Linked DNA regions of Mus musculus: region 2 is linked to region 1. The links are chromatin contacts, called in public promoter capture Hi-C maps. All regions are on one chromosome and are shown on one strand. The core of a region is the stretch at or near the end of the contact, and the rest is flanking DNA. Distances in the headings are between cores, read along the strand shown. Region 1 holds the start of Otud1 (OTU domain containing 1). Region 2 holds the start of Gad2 (glutamic acid decarboxylase 2).

Region 1 (4,974 bases), core at 1,185-3,684:
GGCGAGATCCAGCCTTCCTTATGGAGGCAATCATTCAGTTTCTCCTCGATGAAGCCACCTAGCAGGCCGGAACATTTGAGCATTTGACAGTCCCTAGGATCCAGTGAGTCCTCCAAAGCCCTGGGTAACGCCAAGAGACCTAGATAGCAATTCTGACTTCACTGCCATCTGAGAGAGTTTGAGAATTCACTTGCCATCTAGTCCTTCATTCAGTAAGTTTCCTCAGTTCCACTGCATGGCTAGTACTGTGCTAGACAATAACAGGAAAGCAAAACAAGATGGCGTTTCACTCAAGCATTAGGAATCCAGAACTTCAGAGCACACCTTCCCAACACCTACAAAGGGAAGTACCTCTTTCTGACTTAAATTACCAGGCAAAAGGTAGATATTTTGTTAAAGAACATTAAGACAAAGCTACTTTCTCCTGGTCAAAAGAATAGAATCCGAGCATTCTGTGCTCAGCCCAGGATGGAGGTACTATAGATTTAAGCTATGTAATGGAGAACGAGGAGGATAATAATTCATTTAATAAGATAATATACATTCCCTTCCCAGAAGACCTTGCCCACCTTGTGGCCACTGGCCTTCTCTGGAAAACAGCCCTGTGGTCTGGCCTGCCTTCTCTTCTGAGCTCTCATTCAGAAAAGGGTCATTTCCTCTTTTGCATTGTTTGCTTGAAGATACCAGGCATGCTTTTATGGACATTCTGTGCCGTTTTACTTTTCTCTAAAGCTACTATTACTAGAATTATGGGTTACAAACTGTGTTCCAACTCAAGTTCGGCCATCCTTCTTCAGTAAGGCAGCTAAAAGTGCCAAATTAATGAAGGAAAAGAAAGCCACAAGAAAAAGAAAAGGAGATTTATTCAATGTGGCCACATCGGAAAGTGGGACACAGAGATCTTACTAATCCACAAATTCTGCCTTGGAGTTGGGTTTCCTGAGGATGAGGTTCAAATACAAAACAAAAGCTCTGCCTAACTAAACACTGGCAAATGTGGTCCCCAATCCATTCCTTTCTCAGCTCCAAATCTCTCCTGAAAGGTCATTTCCAGAAGATAAGTTTCTTCTCTGGATGTCCCCAGGGATTCAGCCGGTTTTTTTTTTTTTTTCCCTCCCAGCAGGAGATAGATCCCTAGGAGGAATTCTAATGTGTGTGCAGGCATATGTGCCTATCAGTGTACGGAGGCGGGGTGGGGGTGGGGGGAGAGGTGTCCATTTTTTTTTTTCCCAATGGGGTAAATAACAGGGTTAGTATATCTGTTTAGTATACACCCATTCCAGTCTTGATAGGCGGGTTACACCAACCCTTCCCTGAGCAACCGCTGGCCAAACTCCATTGCTGAACCTGCTGGCCTGCCTTTTCCAGTCCTAACTTAAAAGGGCATGGCTTTTTTTTCTTTTTTTCTTTTTTTCTTTTTTTTCCCCCCCTTCCCTTCTCTGGCCACCTGCCAAGATTAGCAGATTGCCTACCCTCTCAAACTCTAGTAAAATTGCCCCCCCCCCGAGCTTCCTTTTGAACATTTTAAATTTATTTGATTAAGGAGACTAAGAACCCCCAACGAGAGACCCTAGTAACAAGCATAAATTATGTTCCAAGCAGAATGGTGGCGCGCAGGTAGTACAACCTGCAGGCTGTTTTTCCATACCAAGAAGTAGTCTCCAATTCAATCTGTATATCTGGAAACTAAATTTAAAATTGGATTGAAACTCAGAATAAGGCAAAAGCTACTGTTACTGCAAGTAGGTACCAATTTGATAACACTCTGGCTTTCCGTTGCAGAGGAAGCACAGTTCAGTCTGTTATTTCATTTTGCTGTGCTGTTCCAGAAAACAGGTTGTGTGCCTCTTGCCTCAAAGTTTAACAGTCGCGATCTACTTTCAAAAGGCTTTAAGGCGGCATGTTATTTGGTATTCCAAGGAAGGCTGTTGAAAAGCCTTCCTTTCGCCCTTGCATTTCCTAGGTGACTTAAGTTAGCAGTGCAGGAACGTCTATTTTTGCTTAGCGGGGCAGCAAGACCGTGTAGACCAGACCCAAACACGTTAACTGGAGGAAACGACTCAAGAAGTTGAATGCCATTGGCCCTGAAGGTAGAGCTCAGTCCCTAGTCCGGAAGTGTTTTAGAAAAACGTTATTCCAACCTATTTGTTTGCCCCAGCAACGCTGGTCCCGCCACAGCGTCACACAGCAGGACAGCCGCATAGCCCACAGATCTGCTTCCCAGGTACCAGGCAGCCAGCAACCGTAGTCAGGTTGGGAGCGCACTCAATGCGCATGTCCGTAGTCCAGCCCCCGCCTCGCCCTCCCCGGCCACGCCCATGAGGTCTCCGCTGGAGGGCGGGGCCGCCCCGCTTGAATGGGGCGCGCATTCCTGTGGGACCACGTGACGCGGCCGCGCGGCCTGAGGTAAACAAGCGCGGCCCCGCCTCCTACCATCCGCGCGCTGCACTCCTGCTTGCGGGCGGGCGGCGCTCGTCTGAGCGGGCAGCTCCTCCAACCGTCCCCAGCGGCCGGCGCGGGGCACAGCTGCGCCAGCGTCCTACGCCCGAGTCCCCGGCCGAGCGCGCGCCCTCCGGTGCCCTCGGACCGCCCGCGCGCTGTGGCGCAGCACGAATTGGGTCGCGGCCCGGGCGCTATTCGCGGCTCCTGACGCGGCGGCCCGCGGCGCTGAGCTCAGCGCTATTCTCGGGCTCCGGGGCACTGCGCCCGAGGGTGTGTCTCCAAGCCGGGCTCGCAGCTATAAGGGGCCGCGGGCGGCCGCGGCCATGCAGCTCTACAGCAGCGTGTGCACCCATTACCCTGCGGGCACGCCGGGGCCCACGGCCGCCGCCCCGCCTGCCACCGCCGCCGCCGCCTTCAAGGTCTCCTTGCAGTCAGCCAGCCCCGCCGCCGCGGCCCCGGAGCCGGATACCGGAGAGCGCCCACCCGCCGCGGCCACCGAACCACGCGAAGCCGCCGCCGCCGCTGCCATGCCCGCCTTCTCTGCCTGCTTCGAGCGGTCCGGGTCCGCCGCCGCCCCGCCGGGCGCGTGCAGCAAGCCGCCGCTGCCGCCGCACTTCACGTCCACGGCGCACATCGCCGTGCGGGCCCTGGGCGCCGAGCGCCTCCTGCTGCCGCCACCCTCAGCCCCCTCGCCGCCGCGTCGCGGTTCCTCTGCCTGGCTGCTGGAAGAGCTGCTCCGGCCCGACGAGCCCGCGGCCCCGAACGCCGTCCGCGACGCTCCGGACAGGAACTTCCGACTGAGCGAGCACCGCCAGGCCCTGGCAGCCTCCCAGCACCGGGCCCCTGCACCGGCCCCCGTCGGCCCGGAGCCCGGCGCCGGCCCGGGCTCCGGCCCGTGGGGTGAAGAGCGCCGGGCGGAGCGCAGTTCCCGGGGTTGGGACCGGGCGAGCGGTCGCAGCGACGCCTCCGGGTCTGACGCGCTCCGACGGCAAGATCCCGAAGCCGAGGCTCACCCGGTTCCGGCACCCGCTCGGAGCAGCGGCGAGCCGGCCCAGAACGGCGAAGGCGAAGCCGTAGGCACGTCCCGGGCGGATCCCAGGGACGAGAAGCTAGCCCTGTACCTGGCCGAGGTGGAGAGGCAGGACAAGTACCTGAGGCAGAGAAACAAGTACCGATTCCACATCATCCCCGACGGCAACTGCCTCTACCGAGCTGTCAGCAAGACTGTGTACGGGGACCAGAGCCTGCACCGGGAGCTGAGGGAGCAGACCGTGCACTACATCGCGGACCACCTGGACCACTTCAGCCCACTCATTGAGGGCGACGTGGGGGAGTTTATTATCGCTGCTGCCCAAGATGGGGCGTGGGCCGGATATCCCGAATTGCTGGCCATGGGGCAGATGCTGAATGTGAATATACACTTAACTACTGGAGGGAGGCTGGAGAGCCCCACCGTGTCTACCATGATCCACTATCTGGGCCCAGAGGATTCTCTACGGCCCAGTATTTGGCTCAGTTGGCTCAGCAATGGACACTATGATGCTGTTTTTGACCACTCCTATCCTAACCCAGAGTATGACAATTGGTGCAAGCAAACCCAGATACAGAAAAAACGCGATGAAGAACTTGCCAAGTCCATGGCCATATCCCTGTCCAAAATGTATATTGAACAAAATGCATGCTCTTGAAAAGTCTGAGGACCTGACAAGTTGGGGGAAATGGCGCGTGTCAGTTGTGTTGGGAGAACCACACGAACTCTAATTAGGGTAATGGCACTTTTCACTTTCCTAGTAGACTGACTTTAGGTGTAATGCCTTAATCAGTTTTTGAATGTCCTCTCAGAGCCGCAGGTTGCTGGGCACCTGAATGATGTTTCCTGATAGCTTTGGGTGAGCCTACTGCTATTTAAAATTTGCTGTATAAAGTGAGTGCTACTTAATTTGCAAGCTGATGTCTCACGGTATGAATTTGTTCATTCCTGGTAGTCTATTTTCTATAAAAATGTATTTTTGCACATTTTTAAAAATGGGTGTACTTTCATCTATTGCCTTGTTCCAATTTCGAGAAATGGCTTTTAAGCAGAATCCAGAGAAGTGCTTTCTATGAAGTTTATTTCAGTTTGTGATTTAGTAACTAGTTTATTGTTGGAATATTTCACAATTCTTAATTATTTCAAATGGATATTGACACATTATGTTACCAGATGATTAGCCCATTCCATTTTGATGAAAAAAACCTATTGGGGAGGGGGGGAGAGAAGATGTTATTTTTTTAAGAAATGGTTCATTTTGAAGAAGTTAAGGAAGGGATAGCTTTGGGACGATTTTTTTTTTTTTAATGACAGTACCAGGCCTTACTTGAAGTCTGCTATTTGCTGACGGCAGAATGATAATTCTGTACTCTTATGTTTATAGAGTAGATTGGTGTTCTCGATTGTGTTCGTTTTATTCATCAACTTAGGAAAGGCTTTTATGAACTTTTGTGAGAAGGTCAGCCTCCTGCATTATACAGCTTCTTGATTTCAACACTGTT
Region 2 (4,974 bases), core at 1,400-3,899, 3.0 Mb after region 1:
CACTACAGCCCCACCTGAAGCAGGTGCGTTAGGGAGGAGTTGGGCTCTGCAGCTTGCCAGATTTTAATTCTGGCTTCCAGCGGAGGACCCTGCACCCCACGGTCCTCGCAAGAGTGTCTGGGAAGGTTTATTCGGTTGCTGAGTAGAGACGCAACAGACAGATCTACCTCAGCCCCTGCACCTTGGCTTGATAAGGCTGGAAAAGGAAGATTGCAACGTCGTGGTTGTTTCCAAACCCTTTTTCTATCTAGCCTTTTTCAGTCTCTCAACATTTAAGCAGCAAAAGAACTCGAGAGAGAAAACTTGTACTAAATATCCTTCTTTGACCGGCCCTCTCCTCTCCCCACTACGGGGATTTCTGGGTGGCTCACAGTGGACAAGGAATAGGTAATCCCACCAAACCTTGAGGTGGGCTAAACTGGAGATTTTGGTATGGGTCTCCTACTGTAAAGAGAAAGCCTTCCGGGCTAACGGTATTCCTTTCGCAGTCTACTGCCTCCTTTGTGAACTAATGACTGTAATTATTACCTCCCAGAGCTCTTTTGTTATCAACAACCCGGAGCCAGAGGGGGGTGGGGGATGGGCCCTTTGGGAAAAGGGAAAAAAATTTACAAAGCAAATTGCTGTCTACGAAGGGTTGGTTTTTTAAAAAGACAAACCCAATTCCAGCCTGCATTCGAAGTGGGGAGTGGCAAAATTTTTTTTCAAAGTATGATAAGATTTTAAAAATACTCAGAGCTGTGGGATTCAATTGCATTTCCACAGTATCGCTTTAAGTTACTATTTTTGACGAAGTAAAATTCAGATGTTGAAAATCTGTATCTCTTGTTTTCATCCATTTCTTCCTTGGAAGGTGTGTGTGTGTGTGTGTGTGTGTGTGTGTGTGTGTGTGTGTGTGTGTGTGTGTGTTTAAGAACCTTTTTTTTTTATTTCCGACCACTCATCCATGGTAAAAAGCTTCAACCCCAGCCAGCTGGCTTGAAGAGAATTATTTTGCAGGATTTAGTATGGATTTAAACAAAGACTCAGGCTCTCCAAGTCTTGTTGGCAAGGCTGGGCGGAAGCGCCCTTTCCAGGAGCTGTTACCTCTGCCAGCTGAAGCCACCAGGCCTGGAGGACCCTAAAGACTTACTAAGTTGAGGCCTAGGGTCAAGGTGACTGCCTTCCCTTAGAGACACGCCTTGGGTAGCACCTCAGCAGTGCCAATCTCACCGCCCTCCCCCTCCCCACCTCGGGCCACTCACCGGACCTCAGTGGGCATCCTCTAGCTAGATCCTCCCTGGCCCCCCTGGATTCTGGAAACCTTGGGAAGAAGATAAAGCTTTGTGGAGAGAATGCACTTGGTCATCTGCAGTTATTCGAGGTCTCCGGATCCCTAACAAAATAAGTGATCCTGGTCACCAAGACTAAAGGTCCCAGGGTTTCTCCTCCGGCAACAGCTTTGGTGACTCATTTGAAAAACTCAAAGAAGGAATAAAGGACTATGGAGAGCAGGGAAGCTGCAGTCCCTCGCTCGGAGAGAAGGAAAGGAGATCGGGAACGGTTTAAAGCAGCACTTTCCTGCAAGTCTTTCTTGAGCTCTCTGTAAGCCTGGAACTATGGGTTTAGTATAGGCAAGAGGAAACGGAAGCGGAGCCAGAGGGCCCCAAATCTTCCTCAAGGCGCCGTCCCTGCATTTAAGAGCCTTTGGGAAAAGGGAAACAGAAAGGATTTTTTCATTCCTTTATTAGAAAACACAAACGAAACTACTTCTTTCTGGGCTGGGAAATTGCCACTGTTGTGTTCCTAGGCACCTGCTGATGGCAAGAACTCCTCTTGGGAAGGGACGAGGTCAGTGGGTTGAGTATCCCTGAAAAGATGGGAGTGCCTTTTCCTGGGATTTGGAAAAACTGATTCGCTTACTTTGAGACTCCCTGAATCCTGTGTATGTGTCAGCTCTCACCCACTCCAAGAAGTTTCTGTTCGTTTTATTTATTTAATTTTTCTCAGCCTGAGGTCCTCAGTGATAGATTCCAGCGTGGATTTTAATTGCTTCAATCAGCAGCCTTTCTCTTCAGCCGTCAGTCAAAACCTGGACGATGGGTCTGGGGACCCAGGCATGACTGCACAGAAACCGTACGACCCCCACCCCCACCCCCCAGGCTGGCTCAGCTCAGCAGGCAGACATTAGGCTCTGCTAAGGAGATGAAATGAGTTCGTTGGTGTGGAAGCGGTCCACCTTCCTCCCTCCTTGGTTCCTTCCCCAAGCTTTGGAGCTCTTCCTGATTGAGGCCAGGTGGCCTGGGCTCTTGAGGTCACAGCGACCTCAGCACTGGTTTGGAGGAAGGCGGGCGCGAGAACCACTTTTGCTCGGCAGCAGCCAGAGACAGCCCTCAAACAATGAGCCAATCGATGCACACGTGAAATTGCCCTCGGCCACCATTCCAATCTTGCCAAGGTCTCCCTGTCCCTGGGGTCACCTAGGCCAGCGTGCTGAGGGCTGTGGTAGCACCCTGGACAGCGCGTTCCGGCAGAAGCAGACCTGGAGCGCCTGTGGCTGGGTCAGCACTACGCAGGCACGCCTCCCTCCCCCGCATCTGACTCGCACCTCACGACCCAGCGCCTCCATTTCCCTTCCGTCACTCTCTCATCTCCCCACCAAGCTCCCTCTCCCTAAAAATCTCTTGGGCCCTTTCCACTTTCCAATCTCCAGACTGCGAGGATCACGGCTACTCCCCCCATTTAACCTCGGCGGCGCAGAGCACAGCAGCGCGTCCCTGCGCCCTGACTGGAACATACAAACACGCACGAGCACTGGCATACGCAGACAGCACGTTTCCTGTCCCTGTGTGACACCCACCCTCGTCGCGCTGCCGCTCCAGCCCTCGCGCGGTGCCCTTCTCCCGCCACACGTACTCGCACACGCACGCACTCTCGTGCAGGGTCGAGGCAAAGGCAGCTTGCCACAGCCACTTGGAGGCGACCAGCGCCAGTCTAGCAGAACCCATGGCGTCTCCTGGCTCCGGCTTTTGGTCCTTCGGATCTGAAGATGGCTCTGCGGATCCTGAGAACCCGGGCACAGGTAGGAAAATCAGGACCTGCAGCGGGAGAGCTTTGTGGGTGGTTTAGGGTTTGCAGGGCTAGGCTGATCATCAAAGCTTTGACATCTGCAACAGGAAACTTATTCGGGCGCTTCGCCCGGCTCTCTGGGTTAAGTCCGTAACTGTGTGAGAACACCAACCCCCCCCCCCACCCAGTCCTTTGTCCCCCAGGGAAAAAGCCCAGGGTTGTCTAGGCCCCTTCCCCTAAACATAGGCTCCTGAAAGACTGCAGCGTCTGCGGGAGTCAGAAATCAAAGATCTAGGCTTTGCCTCGGGACGTCTAGACCCTGGGCAGGGAAAGACAAAATGGGAGCAGGAAAGAGTTTGGGGTCTGAAAGGCAAGCGCGGTGAGAAACAAACAGCCTCGGGTTTAGGAAAGGCAGCCCAGGTGAGGGCAGGGAGAGTCTGGAAACCCGAGAACCTGGCGAACAAAGTGCAAAGGGCGGCGTTGTGAGCTGCTTTCTTTCTGGGACACCGCAAGGAAAGGGCTGGCCCCGGCGTCAGATTCCCTCGGACTCCCCCACCTGCTGAAAGCAGAGTCGCTAGCTGGTGGCTGCTTCGAGTTTGGCGCCGGGCCCCCAGACTCTGGACTTAAAGACCTGGTTCACTTGGAACGAAAATTCTCACTCGCCCGTCTGTTTTCTTTCCGATTCGCTTTTCCCTGCCTGGCGATTGCAGCGAGAGCGTGGTGCCAGGTGGCCCAAAAGTTCACGGGCGGCATCGGAAACAAGCTGTGCGGTGAGTGGTGGCACTGAATGGGAGAAGGGCTGGCAAGGTCGGGGGCCCGCGGCTGGCGGGAGCAAAGTCGTGGGCTCCCCTCTGAGCCTGCAGCCTAGGTTGGACGAATCCCTGGGTTGCCGGGTGGGTGGGGATGTAGGAGCGGAGACTACCGCCAGCTGACTCAGGTCCCGCGTTCCGTGTCTTTGTCCAGCTCTGCTCTATGGAGACTCCGGGAAGCCAGCGGAGGGCGGCGGGAGCGTGACCTCGCGGGCCGCCACCGGGAAGGTCGCCTGCACCTGCGACCAAAAACCCTGCAACTGCCCCAAAGGGGATGTCAACTACGCGTTTCTGCACGCAACAGGTAAATGGGCCGGCTGGCCAGGACCACGCTCCACCCCGCAGACATCTGACCCTCCAAATGGATGTCGGGGTGAGGATTCTGAGGATCTTCCACAGAATTGAAAGGACGTGGGGTTTGTGGGCTGGAGGGCACCGAGGCCCTGGCCTTCCCCAACCAGAATCAGTGGCCAAGCGCCCTGCACTGCGCAGCCTCGATAGTTGGAGGTGGCAGTGTGTACCTTGGTAGGCTTCTTGGTGCTGCCCAAGCCTCTGAGTAGCACAAATTTCCAAAATACCCTACAAAGTAGTTCAAGTAGTTCGGAATTGCAGGGATTTTTAGGTGTTCGACTGGATCCAAAGTAGTTTGTAACCGTGATTTCAACAAGGAACGATCCTGTTTACCCAAGCCCAAGGCGCTAAATTTTACCTACGCATGCATAACTCCCAGGCTCACAAACAGCGGGTGAGCGCGCGCGCGCGCACACACACACACACACACACACCAACTTTGGAAACATCTGTCCTCCAAAAAAAGCCAGAGATCATAACTTGGCTTGAACGGCCTTTCCTGGTTTGCCCGAAGGCGTTTCTCAAACATTTCGGAAGTGGAGTATTGACAAACCATTAAGATGATTTACTCAAATGTAGAACAAACGCTTGTGAAACAGACAAATTGAGACACTCTTTTTGGAAAATAATAAGCCAAGCAACATAATATGTTACAAATAAAATACGAGACTTAATTCCAGAAGGGGATTTTATTCGCTTGTGTTTCCAGGTGCTCTGATTTTGTTTGAAACGGGGTCTTCTCCCCTCTAACCCGATCTGGTCTCCA

The links. Promoter capture Hi-C pulls out the DNA fragments that hold promoters and counts their contacts.
Region 2: a promoter capture Hi-C map of second pharyngeal arch cranial neural crest shows a contact between it and region 1, with 5 times the contacts expected there. The contact joins the promoter of Gad2 here to the promoter of Otud1 in region 1. A contact is called at or near these places in 3 of 39 promoter capture datasets (cranial neural crest, hippocampal neurons and second pharyngeal arch cranial neural crest) and 1 of 484 Hi-C or Micro-C datasets (embryonic stem cells).

What each region holds. Positions count from the first base shown.
Region 1 is chr2:19,655,297-19,660,270 of GRCm38.p6, forward strand. It overlaps Otud1 (OTU domain containing 1), which reads left to right and starts at 2,435. Exons shown (of 1, transcript NM_027715.2): 1 at 2,435-4,974. The coding sequence starts at 2,766. The coding sequence ends at 4,130. Gm3230 (predicted gene 3230) reads right to left here and starts at 2,601. Exons shown (of 1, transcript NR_033642.1): 1 at 510-2,601.
Region 2 is chr2:22,619,678-22,624,651 of GRCm38.p6, forward strand. It overlaps Gad2 (glutamic acid decarboxylase 2), which reads left to right and starts at 2,650. Exons shown (of 16, transcript NM_008078.2): 1 at 2,650-3,061; 2 at 3,759-3,818; 3 at 4,012-4,161. The coding sequence starts at 2,986.